Linked DNA regions of Mus musculus: regions 1 and 3 are each linked to region 2. A link is a contact called in public Micro-C and promoter capture Hi-C data. All regions are on one chromosome and are shown on one strand. The core of a region is the stretch at or near the end of the contact, and the rest is flanking DNA. Distances in the headings are between cores, read along the strand shown. Region 1 holds the start of Sirpa (signal-regulatory protein alpha). Region 2 holds the start of Adra1d (adrenergic receptor, alpha 1d). Region 3 holds the start of AU019990 (expressed sequence AU019990).

What was found. Promoter capture Hi-C pulls out the DNA fragments that hold promoters and counts their contacts. A called contact is a pair of places that touch in the nucleus more often than the background predicts.
Region 1: a contact with region 2 is called in a Micro-C map of embryonic stem cells, with 8 times the contacts expected there. The contact joins the promoter of Sirpa here to the promoter of Adra1d in region 2. A contact is called at or near these places in 1 of 39 promoter capture datasets (pre-B cells) and 1 of 484 Hi-C or Micro-C datasets (embryonic stem cells).
Region 3: a promoter capture Hi-C map of the 3T3-L1 cell line shows a contact between it and region 2, with 3 times the contacts expected there. The contact joins the promoter of AU019990 here to the promoter of Adra1d in region 2.

What each region holds. Positions count from the first base shown.
Region 1 is chr2:129,591,053-129,595,016 of GRCm38.p6, forward strand. Sirpa (signal-regulatory protein alpha) reads left to right here and starts at 1,787. Exons shown (of 9, transcript NM_001355158.1): 1 at 1,787-2,023; 2 at 2,552-2,642. The coding sequence starts at 2,561.
Region 2 is chr2:131,560,464-131,564,604 of GRCm38.p6, forward strand. Adra1d (adrenergic receptor, alpha 1d) reads right to left here and starts at 2,034. Exons shown (of 2, transcript NM_013460.5): 1 at 613-2,034. The coding sequence starts at 1,705. It overlaps Gm14285 (a long non-coding RNA gene), which reads left to right and starts at 1,313. Exons shown (of 3, transcript XR_374988.3): 1 at 1,313-1,397; 2 at 2,226-2,331; 3 at 2,484-3,990.
Region 3 is chr2:132,596,351-132,600,767 of GRCm38.p6, forward strand. It overlaps AU019990 (expressed sequence AU019990), which reads left to right and starts at 1,846. Exons shown (of 6, transcript NR_033468.1): 1 at 1,846-2,055.

The DNA of each region.
Region 1 (3,964 bases), core at 537-3,036, 2.0 Mb before region 2:
TTTTGAGACAGGGTTTCTCTGTATAGCCCTGGCTGTCCTGGAACTCACTTTGTAGACCAGGCTGGCCTCGAACTCAGAAATCTGCCTGCCTCTGCCTCCCAAGTACTGGGCTTAGGCGTGTGCCACCACACCCAGCTAATTTTGGAGGAGGGTTTTCACAAGGCTTTAGTGGACACCATGGTCCTATCAGACACAATTTAAAGAGCTGGAGACACTGCAGCTCAGCTCAGATGCTAGAACCAAGTTTTCTTTCTTGCCCAGGCCCCCGAACTCCGTATTCTCTTCCCTTCAGCCACCTCTTATTCCAACTATAGTGACCCTTTGAGTGTAACAATCAAGCATGGTAGGCCCTACTTGAATCTTGCCTACAGGGGTTCCTATTTGCAGAACCAATTCTCTTGGGCTTCTGGACCACCCTCCCGACGTGCTAGCCACATACTGTTGCCCTTACCTAACCAAGCTGACACACATGTGCACTTGTAACCTACACTCCCTACAAGACCTCCTCTGTTCATTCTTGTCTTCCCCTGCACCTTCTCCCAGTCTGCAAGTGAGTTCTTGTAATCCCCTAGGTCCAAAGAAATACAACTAATCTTCCTGCTAGGGCTGCCCCATGGTCCCTTAAGGATTGCTGCTGCCAAACACTTCTCAAACACTGTCCTTGCCCTTGGTACATGGTAGGCTCTTCTTAAAATGCAGTGCAAATATCAGCTCATGTAACTCTCCCAGTGGCAGTTCTGGGTCGCTGCTTATGTTGGCCTGGTCTGCTTTAAAAAGAGCAGAGACACAGAAACAAGGTCTTTCTCCAAGACTGCAGCTTCTTAGACCAGGAGGAACGATCTAAGGCTTGGAAGCTGGGTCCTGGGTTCAACAGATGCACCCTTCCTGCCTCTCAAAAACAAACAAACAAACAAACAATAAAAGAAGAAAAGAAAGAAAAAAAACTAAAAAATCTCCCAGGCTTTTGGTCATGGGTGCAGAGGACTCTGTGGTGTGTGTGTGCGTGCGCGCGCACCATTGCATAAGGGGCTTTCTACATCATTAGGCAATCATCCTCCACTCCTCTGCCCCTAAACATCCTCTTTATTGAGAGGATGGGCCAGTAGGGCCTGTCTTGCTTCATTATGTCCCTCAACCACCATTGTGAGAAGCAAAATTTGCTATCTCTGAACTTCCAACTCAGAAACTCTCCAGTTAATAAGAGAGGGTCTTGATTCCTCTTCCCTGCCTTGGTGCCCAGCCTTCTGCCGATTAACCAAGCACCTGACCTAGCTCATGGAAATCCAGAGCTAGGGTACATTTTGCATCCAGAGGCTCTGTCCTTTGGGATAGGCTCTCCTGTCCCTCCTCTTCCTCATTAGGGTAACTATTTTGCAGCCCAGGTCTCTCCTAGTACAGTGCTGCCTGGGCCCTCTCCACCTCCAATCTATTCTCCCTGATAGAAGGCCTCTGGTCTGTCTCCTCCCTAGGGCCCAGCCCTGCCCCTCTCCTTTCCCTGCCACAGCATTTTTGCTGCTCCTCTCCCCCAGCGCGTCTTTACCAAGAGGCACTGAAGTCCTTCCTACACACACGCTATTTTTGTACCATCACTCTCTCCTTCCTCTCCCCCTTCCCCCTGCATTTACTTCCTGCTTTTGCTATACCTCGGGGCCAGCTAGGAAAGATTTGGGCCCCTAGGACTCACGCCCACCCGGAGGCCGACCTTCGGCTTTGGGACACACAAGCAGGGCCTCTCGGGGAGGGGCAGAAAGCAAACCTCCCCGCCCCCTCCACTCTCCACCCTTGCAAGCTCCCCTGCCGCGGGCAGCCTCTTGCCCACTGGAGTCTAAGGACTGGCCGGGTGAGAGGCCGAGACCAGGGGGCGATCGGCCGCCACTTCCCCAGTCCACCTTAAGAGGACCAAGTAGCCAGCCCGCCGCGCCGACCTCAGAAAAACAAGTTTGCGCAAAGTGGTGCGCGGCCAGCCTCTGGGCAGAGGGAGCGGTGCTTCCACCGCCTGGCAGCCCTGCGCGCGGCGGCGCAGGTCCGAGCGGCTGGCGGGGACCCGCACGGGCAGAGCGGGCTCGCGCAGAGCCGAGGCGGGCGGCGCAGCTCGCGGGGCGCACTGGGGCGCGGGCGGGAAGGTGCGGGCGCGAGGAGGGGGCGCTCGGCCGGGCCGCCCTCGCGCTGGCCTCGCGACGGCTCCGCACAGCCCGCACTCGCTCTGCGAGCTGTCCCCGCTCGCGCTTGCTCTCCGATCTCCGTCCCCGCTCCCTCTCCCTCTTCCTCTCCCCCTCTTTCCTTCTCCCTCGCTATCCGCTCCCCCGCCCCCGTGCCTCTGGCTCTGCGCCTGGCTCCCTCGGGTCCGCTCCCCTTTCCCGCCGGCCTGGCCCGGCGTCACGCTCCCGGAGTCTCCCCGCTCGGCGGCGTCTCATTGTGGGAGGGGGTCAGATCACCCCGCCGGGCGGTGGCGCTGGGGGGCAGCGGAGGGGGAGGGGCCTTAGTCGTTCGCCCGCGCCGCCCGCCCGCCTGCCGAGCGCGCTCACCGCCGCTCTCCCTCCTTGCTCTGCAGCCGCGGCCCATGGAGCCCGCCGGCCCGGCCCCTGGCCGCCTAGGGCCGCTGCTGCTCTGCCTGCTGCTCTCCGCGTCCTGTTTCTGTACAGGTAAGCACCCTCAGCTCCTACTGCCACCCTCCCCAAGCTGCGGGCTCAGGCCCCGCACACTGTCGCTAAGCTAATGTCGACAAATCCCTGTAACGGGGGTTACAGATGCAGAGTTGAGGCCCAGAGAGGGTCAGCCACTTGCCCAAGGTCACATAGCCTAGGCTAGAAGCCGGGATAGAACTCTTCTTATCCGGATCTGCCTTGTGGACTGTGACTGGGTAGCCCAGCGTTGGGCTGCGGGGTATAGGAATGAGTTGGTTTACCGTACCCTTTGCCAAACCTGAATGGGGAAGCAGACTGGCAATTGCTTTGGGCAATCGGGCTCCTGGTTTCCCCATATGCTCCCTTGCTAGACTTGATTGGAGAGAGGGTCGGGGCAGAGGTTGGGCGCGCTGTTGAGCTGTTGGGATGGGGGAAGAGTGAGCTTTCGCCCTAGTACCAGAGCAAGCAGGGTTAGTGTATGGAGGTAGAGACAGGAAGAGAGGCCGGAGTAATCCACGGACCCTTGGGAGACACAGTGGATTTACCTGTGGTGGGCACAGCCCTCTCTGGATGGTCTCCTCCCCGCCACCCCCCTGCCTTCCTTAGGCAGGCTTCCAGTAGCTCCCTGCAGTTCCAGCATGTACCTGTGGCTCTGAGCTTGTCTTCTTTGTTGGCCTACATCAAACACCTGGCTGTCTCCAGCAGGAGGGCTCTGAAGGCCGGTTGGCCAAGGAGTGAGGTCACCATTCAGGAGAGCTGCATCTTAAAGGGGTTTTGCAAAAAATCTTGGGTCTCTTCTGGAAGTATATGAAGGCTAAAGACATAGCTGGGGAGGGACAGAAAGGAGCCTTATTTCGTGTCTTCTTGGATTGGTGCTATGGACATAGGGGTCTCTGTACAACCTTCCTTTTGCAGGGAGGTAAATCCAGCCACGGCACGCCGTTCTTACCAACATTTGCCTAGAGCTTGGCACCTGATGGCAGTGTAGAAGGAGGAAGAGAGAGAGTCAGCCTCAGGATAGAAAGGATAACAGGGTGGGAAAAGGGGTGTCTAGGAGTTCTCTCTGAGCTGCAGTGTTCAGGAACCCACTGGGTGCTCCCCACCAAGTGCTCCCCGCCAAGTGCTCCCACCCCATTCACAGTTTTCAGCTACCCTTGGGTCCTCTCAGAGCTGAATGATGAATTTCATCTCTCTCCTGTGAGTGGCTCTGAGGTCTGGTCTGCTTCCTCCTGCCTTACCAGTCCCAGCCCTACCCTGCCATGCTCCAGGGCTTGGGAATCTACAGGCATCTCTCCGAAGTACAGAACACTGGGCCCAGATTAATATCTAAATGTTGGCTC
Region 2 (4,141 bases), core at 784-3,283:
CTGCCCCAGGACTGCAGGGCCCTTGTAAGGGAACTAGTTCACTCTGTAAATGACTATAAACAATAGTAATTGTCCACCTGACAGACTTCCTATCCTGTCCTTCCCACCCCCACAAGTCCCCTCCTCTAACCTCTTCCAGAGAAGATTTCAGAAGGGAAAGCCCACAGGGTTCTCCCAGATACCAGTGGGGCCAACTGAAATGGATGTCTATGGAGAACACAGCACTTCTGGCATCTGCTGAGCTACAAGGTGGCTGGCTGGCTTGGGTCTGCTGCCAGTGAATGCATGTGGGCTCACCCACAATCTATTTCCAGAGATGGGTATCTATGGGGATCACACACACTGATCACATCATACAGATTGATGTTTGCTCAGATTTCCAAGGAACTAAAGCAAGACCGAGGTTTGTAACATCTACAAAGGGTAAGAAAGAGTGAGAAGCCTGTTTAAGGGAAAACACATTAGTATCAAGAACCCCTCGGGCGCGCTCTCTCTCTCTCTAGTAAGAGAACAGGAAGTTGATAAACTTCCACAGTTAGGTTGTGGGTCATCTAAGCTTTCCAGGTAAGGACCGCCCAGAGGGGAAGGGTCTAAAGTGAGGGAATCACTCACCCAGAGGCAGGACGAAGAAAAAGGGGAACCAGCACAGGACGAAGACACCCACGACGATGGCTAGGGTCTTGGCAGCCTTTTTCTCGCGGGAAAACTTGAGCAGCCTTACGGAGAGCGAGCTGCGCAAGGTGTGCCCCTTGCTACTCTGTGTCCCTGGATTTCCTTTGGCGCTAGTGGCTGCGCCGCGACAGTGGATCCTCAGAACCACCTCAGAGGCCTTGCCCGGCTCCCTCTTGATGCCCGCCTCGAGGCTGCGCGTGGTGCTGCGCGCGACCACATACACGCGGCAGTACATGACCACGATCACTGCCATGGGGAGGTAGAAGGAGCATACGGAAGAGAAGATCGCATAGCCCACCTCCTCGGTGATGCCGCAGAAACGCTCATCCGGGGGCACTGGTTCCTTCCAACCTAGTAGCGGTCCCACAGATACCACCAAGGCCACCGCCCAGAGCAGAGCCAGAATGGCAGCGGCCTTGCGTTCTGTCATAATGGCTGGATACTTGAGCGAGTGGCGCACACCCACGTACCGGTCCACAGAGATGGTGCAGAGGCTAAGGATGGAGGCAGTGCAGCATAGCACGTCCACCGCGGCCCATACGTCGCAGAAGGTCCGGCCGAAGGCCCAGAAGCCTAGAACCTCCATAGTGGCTGAGAAGGGCAACACAGCTGCACTCAGTAGCAGGTCAGCCACTGCTAGGTTCACGATGAAATAGTTGGTGACCGTCTGCAAGTGGCGGTTGCAGGCCACGGAGAGGATGACGAGAAGGTTGCCCGCCACAGCGGTGAGGATGAAGGCGGCTAGGAAGACACCCACTCCCACGCCCTGAGCACTCACCACTAGCCCCCCGACGGCCGCCGAGCCATTCACCTCGCCGCTTGCCGCGGCCCCCGCTTCTGCCGTGGAGCTCTGGTTGTCCTCGCCGCTGCCGGTTCCCACCACAGCGCTACCGCCTGTGGCACCCGGCACGCCGCCCACCGCCGGACCCTCGGGGCCAACCGTGCCAGCTCCGCCGCCCGCGCCGGAGCCCCCAGTGCTACTGCTCGCCCGGGGTCCTTCGAAAGTGACGCTCAGGATGTCGCGGAAAGTCATCTCACGGCGCAGCCGTCGGGGCCCGAGCCCAGGCACAGGGCGAGCAAGTGGCGGGGAGGGAGCCCGCGGGCATCGCCGCAGCGCCCGAGCCAGCCCCGCGCGCCGGTCCCGTCGGTCCTGCCCAAGTTCCCGCGGCAGAGGGGCCGCAGGGGAGCGGTGCTGCAGGGAGAGCGGGGCGGAGGTCACCAGGCCGTGAAGGTCCCAACGGGAACGGGCTCTGGCGGTGGCTGCAGAGTCACAAGAAAACAAGGGCCGGGGCCGGCTCCCTGCTCCCTGCTCCCCTCTCCAAGCGTGTCCTGGCGAGCGGTGGCTCCTCCGGGAGCGTCAGTGCAGGCGGCGGCCTCTGCAGCGCAGGGGACTCTGCGCGGGGGCGGGACGGAGGAGGGGCGGCGGGGAGGGAGGAGGGGGCGGCCGGCGCGAGCCAGCGAAGGGGCTCCGCGCGTCCAGCGGCTGCGGGGGTCCTCGCCGGTGCTCACGACCGTCCTCTGCCCTAGCTGTCCCCTTATCCTCCTTTCCTCAGCTCTCCTGCACCCCGGCTTTTGCCCCAGCGCTCCTCGCTGCCTCCCTTCCTCTCTCTGGACTTGCGGTCACTCTCTGCTTGCCCTTGCCCTAGCGGAGCATACAAGGTGCGATTCCCCGGGACTCCGGGCTCCCGGCTTCTGCCGCCAGAGAGCAGCAAGAGCCCAGGATCTGTGGGTTCAGGGCTGGATGATTTAAAAAAAACGCTGCCACTTGAGAACGTCTGGATGCGGTTTGATGCCCCTCCTCTTTTTTCTAGGGCAACTGGCCAGCCCAAGATCTCAAAACCCACTATGGTGCGATGGTGGCATTGAGACAGCCCTGAAGGGGTCAAGATGCTTGGGCGCGGGTTGAAGATGGGCGTGACTGGCGTGAGACCAGATGGTGTGGTCACAGCCCTAGGACTTTGCCCGTACTCTGAATAATACCAACTTTGGCCCTGCAACTCTACTCTGCATCAGAAGTCAGAATAAATCTTCCTGTTGCTACTCGAAGTACTCGGGACTCCCTCTGGGCAGAAAAGGTCACGTTCTGGAGGGTGGGAAAGGTTACTGCAGGGTGCTTAACAGGGAGGGAGCAGAGTAGCTTGCCTCCACCATTCAGGCTCCGGCGTCTTGTGCCTCGGTTCCCCACATGTGAAAACGAGAGTAAGATTCACTGTGTTAGCAGCGCCACCAAAGTAGTGCCCATACTTCTCAGAAGAGTGGAGAATAGTGGGGTAAAGCCTGAACACGAAGAACAGAGGGGAGAGGGGACGGGGCTGTGCTAGGAAGCAGGGACGCAAGGGAAAGAGAAGGGAGGGAGGAGGACCAATAGGGAGAGACACAATGCCACTGGACCACCCCAGGCAACTGTACTTACATGGTGCACATAAACTGGCCTCCTCAGGCAACTGTACTTACATGGTGCACATAAACTCATGTAGGCACACACATGATGTGCGCGAGCACACACACACACAAGTGCAGGCACAAATACATCTTCAAAACACTACCTTTCATTCTTCATCATTTCTTCCTTTCCTTGACTTGGCTTATGGAAGCGAGGCCATAGAGATGCGGGAGGATGCTCTGAAAATGTCATGTGCATGTCCTTGGTGCCTGGTTTATTCCTTGTTGCAGATGGTGGGATGGTAGAAGCAATGAAAGCCTCAGTTGTGTTGTGACATGAGCTTTCTTCTTCTCCCATCCTGCAGACCATTCACTGAACTCGATCCACAAGAGCTGAGCCCTTGGCAGGCAAAGTATGACTTATACACACACTGCCTTCCTAAGGCAGATATTCTGATAGGAGCTTGTACCTGGGGAGTGAATACTGGAATTGTCTTACTGTAGGGTCTTCAGCAATTCTTACTGTAGGGTCTTCAGCAACTCTCTGGGACCATTGCCTTCTTTACAGCTGAGGGCAAATGGAATTGGAATAGAACAGAATAAAGCAGTGGGATTCTGGCTTCAAAGCAAGACTTCAAACCAGCATCTTAGAGAAGTGTTGGCTGGATTGGGGCAATCTAAGTCTGACCCTCTGGGCCCTCCTTGCAAGTCTCCCCACTGGTTCTCAAAGCACTGTGAGCTCCTGGAGGCTCATGGGCATAGCGCTGGCTCCCTGATCCTGGAGAACCTGCTTTGTGGTTCAGCAGAAGGGACTTCCTTTGAGATGGAAGACGAAGTTCATGTTATGTCAGAAACAGACATGTTTGTCTTTCTATATGTCAGGGCTTGTGGAATAATCAGTAAAATCACAAGCTATGTTAGCTTACTTGACTGAAATTTGCTGAATAATGCTGATTTTGCTTGATAACTGGTCATTGCCAGTCTCTGGTTCTCTCTCTCTCTTTCTCTTTCCTTATTCTCTCTCTCTCTCTCTCTCTCTCTCTCTCTCTCTCTCTCTCTCTCTCTCTCCCTCTCCCTCCCTCTCTCC
Region 3 (4,417 bases), core at 596-3,095, 1.0 Mb after region 2:
AGATGACTATATCCAACCTGTCCTGTTGACATTCTCATAAGGGATTCCACAGACACCCAGAAGTACCTCCTGCTCTTGCTCCTTACCATCCAAACCTGTTGCTCCACCCTAAGCCTTTCCTGTCTCGAAACAGTACCATCTATCATGTAGATGCCCTACTTGGGTTTGTTCCTCCCCCCACCCCCCTCTGAGTCCAATACATCCAAGGTGCTGCCTATTCGGTCTCCAAAGCCCACCACAAACATGTCCACCTCTATTCCTGCCTGCCTCTTTTTCTGGCCAACCTGTTTTGTTTTGTTTTGTTTTGGAGGTAAGGTTTCTAGAGACAGAGTTCAAGGCCAGCCTTATCAACATAGCAAGCTCCAGGCTGCTAGGGCTACATAGTGAGGATTTTTAAATTTTTACTTTCTAAAAGTTATGAACATGCATTCACTCACGTCTGTGTTCATGAGTGCTGGTGCCCGCAGAGGCCAGAGGCATTGGAATCCCTGGAGTGGAGCTACAGGCATCTGTAAGCCACTGATGTGGTTAATGGGGGTCAATCTTGGGTCTTTTTTTTTTGCAAGAGCTGTTAACTACTGAAGTATCCCCCCAGCTCCAAAAATTCTAACCATCTTCTCAAACTCATTGTGTGTCACTGTCTTTGGCTTTCAACACTAATCTTGGCCAGCCAAAGGGTCTCTGCGTACGTTGTTCCATTTTCCTAGAAACTCTCCCCATGTATTTTTCTCTTCTTTTAAGTCTTAGCTTACTACTCAGAGTAGCCTGTCCTGCTCATCCTATCTGAAATCAGTTCCTTTGTTCCTTAATGACTTGGCTCTTCTCTTTCTATCACCACAGTAAATCCCACAGTCCCAAGGCGCCCCCCCCCCCTTTCTTTTTTCTACAGCTGAGCCAATTGAGTGTCTTAAGAATCGTGTTAGGGCTGACAAAAACCGGGAAGCCTCATGCCTCTTTCCTGCATGGAAGTCTGCTGCAAGTGACCTTTCACAGTTGCACTCAGATCCTAATTCGGAAAACGCACGTCAGCACATGACGCTAAAAAAGGAGGTTGCTCTCGAGACCCCTTCAGTGAAAGTAGTTGGCTACCCAGTTCCTGTTTTGCTGTAGGCTGGGTTCTCAGTGACACAGCTGTCTTCAGCAGAGCACGGAGACAGTGGGAGAGTTTTCTCATGGTAAGCCTCCTTTCCTGTGTTTCTCACTAGAGTTGATTGTTATTCTTGTGTTCTCTTTCTCTAAGACCAGGTCCCAGGAGATGGACATTAGAAGAAGACAGGAAGATCTGAACTCAACTTAAATGCCTGTGAATGTGTGAATGAGTCTCCAGATTGCATTCTGGCGCTTTGAAATTGTAACATTTCTGGGAAAGCAGACATTCGAGAGCCACATCAGTGCAGCTCATTTAGTCCTTGAGAAGACATTTAGGGTCCATGAGGAGGACAGCTGCTCATGGCAAGACCCTTTGTCATTCATCCTGAGCACACAACACATCTAACAATTATGCTGTTTAGCTTTGTTGGTTGCTTCTGTGTTGTGTGCATCTCACTTGCAGCCCAGATTGTCCTGAAAGTCCAAATCCTTTTGCCTCCCTGAGGTTGGGATCACAGGCAGGTACCATCACACCTGGCATAATTATGCTCCTGAAATCACTTGGCCTAGATGTTGATCAGCAGCCAAGTATTCAGCAGAATTGAATGCATTGGCACGCCTCACCTGTTTCCAGCATTCAGAAAAGCACAGGTGACCTGAGTTGACCCTGAAGTTCTAGTTCACAGGGAAGCCCCCAAAGAACCACCCTCAGAGTATGCATCAATATAATCTGAAGAGCCAGGGCTGTGGCTCAGTGGTAGAGTGCTTGCCTATGATATGCAAGGACTCAGGTTGGAGCCCCAGTGCTGAAAGAATCAGGAAATTAAGTCATGAAGTGGTGCCTGGGCAGATAGAGGCCTTAGGAGGAAACTGCATGTTTTGAGGGACAGAGCTGGGTCAGCAGAGTGTTTCCACACAAATGAACTGACTTCTGCATTGAGAACGTGAATCAACAGATCCCACAAGGTCAGTGTTCCCAGGCTCCCAAGTCCTTGAGGAATTCTGGAAGGAAGCTGTTTATAGTCGTTTTTCTAAGGAAGAAATTGGAGAGTTGAGATATATGCTTTCTCCTGCCATCTTCATGGCCTTCATGGCCTGCTTCAGGACTCAGTGGGAAATTCAAAAGGTACATTGTGACATCAAAAGGAACACTGGTACCATTGACAGTTGTTAAGAGTTTGTGTTGCTGAGGCTTAACCCTAGGCCTCAGCAAATGCTCTCCCACTGAGCTATACACCCTCAGCCTCAACTATTTAAAGTCCCTTCCCTTCCCTTCCCTTCCCTTCCCTTCCTTTCCCTTCCCTTCCCTTCCTCTCCCCCCCCCCCCCCCCCCCGTTGTTGTTGGACAGGGTCTCACTATGTAGCCCTCACAGGTCTAGAACTCAAACTGTAGATCAGGCTAACCTCAAACTCACAGAGATCTGCCTGCTTCTGCCTGTGCAGTGCTGGAATTAAAGATGTGTGCCACTATACCTAGTCAGCCTTTAATTTAAAAATTCACCATAAAGGCCAGATTGCTGGGTATGAGGTTTTCCTAGCTAACCAGACTATATCTGTCAAGACTGTTTTTCCCCCCTACTTTGTGAGAGGAATTATTTTTATAGAAGATAGGAGTTTCTGATTACTACCTGCCCCCCCCCCCCCCACACCTTCCCAATTCCTCCTCTTTATCTTTTTGGTTTTATGGGACAAGGTCTGCAGACCATGCTGCCCATAAACCCATGACATCCTCCTGTCTTGGCTTCCTGAGTGACCACAGACATGTGGTACTCCATGGCTTTTGTCCCATTTAGTTTTTCTGCGGGACATTACATCAGACCCATCTCTAACACGGAGCATCTGGTAAACTTCTGAAAGAAGTTACAAAATGCCATGAGACCCAAGCACAGCTCTGCTTTTGTTATGCAACAGTGGAAGCTTGCCACACTCCATGCTTCGTGAGTCAGCCACATTGGCCAATCCTGAGCTCCTGCCTTCTTTACTGGTGTCCTGTAGGAACGGGCGGCTCCAAGCGCTTCCACTGTTGGGAAAGTAAAGCAAGATATACAAGGTCAATAAATGCTCCAGAGCTGGGAGACCTTAGAGGGCTCTGCTGCTGCTCACAAGTGCCTTCCTCGGTCTTCCTCCCCATCCACTCCCCACCTTTCTTTTTGACAGAATCAGAGCTATTTAAAAATATATTAATGTAGATTTTAAGCCTGTGTGAGTAGGCTCTTCAAAAGGCTTCTCTAATACATTAAACACACACACACATCACTACTGACTAGACTTTAATTCTGGAGATAATAAACAGATTAGAAGTTTCCTACTTTGGGGGCTGGAGAGATGGCTCAGTGGTTAAGAGCACTGGCTGCTCTTTCAGAGGTCCTGAGTTCAGTTCCCAGCACCCACGTGGCAGCTCACAACTGTAACTCTAGTTCTAGGGGATCTGACCCCCTCTTCTGGTCTCCAGGGGACCAGGCACATATGTGGTTCACAGATATACATACAGGTAAAACACTCATACACATAAAATGAGATAATTTTTTAAAAAGTAGTTTTACCTTAAAAGAGTTTTCCTACATTTTAAAATGACCTAAATAGAAAACAATTACCACACACACATATATATGTGTGTGTGTATATATATATATATATTTTTTTTTTTTCTAGGCAAGCAGCCTACCGATTGAGCCACATCCCTAAACTTCTATGTGTTTTTAGGCAGGAAGACTGAAAGAAAAGAACTTTCCCTCTTTCTACCTCTACAGCATACCTGACAATTACATCATCCCAAACCAGGAAGAAAACATGGGGATGTTGCCCATAGCGACTGTTTATTAGTAGGACATTTAGTCCATCTCAACTTTTTCTGTGGTGACACTTGTACAGGTTCTACTTCCCTATTCTTACGACAAGGCCACATTGTCAAAACTCTTCCTTCTGGAATCACTTGGCTCATTAGCTGTAATAGAAACAAAAACAAAGGAGGGGAGGGGCATGATGGGAGGGGCAGGGAGGGGAATGTCTGCGATACCAGCACCTAAGAGGTACATACAAGAGGATCAGAAGCTCAAGGTGATCTTTAGCTATACAGCAAGCTAGCCTAGGCTGCATGAAACCTTGTAACCTTCTCCCTTCCCCCACGACGTGGGAGTGATTGGTATACATCTGTAATCCCAGCACTTGAGAACTAAGACATAAGATCATGAGTCTTGAGTCTGAGCTAAATAGCAGGTTTAAGGCTAGCCTAGGCTGCATAGACAGACTCTGTCTTTTTTTTTTTTTTTTTTAATTTACAATGTTTTCCCTGGTCTCTCTGGTTTGTTTTTCCACCATGATGGTCCTG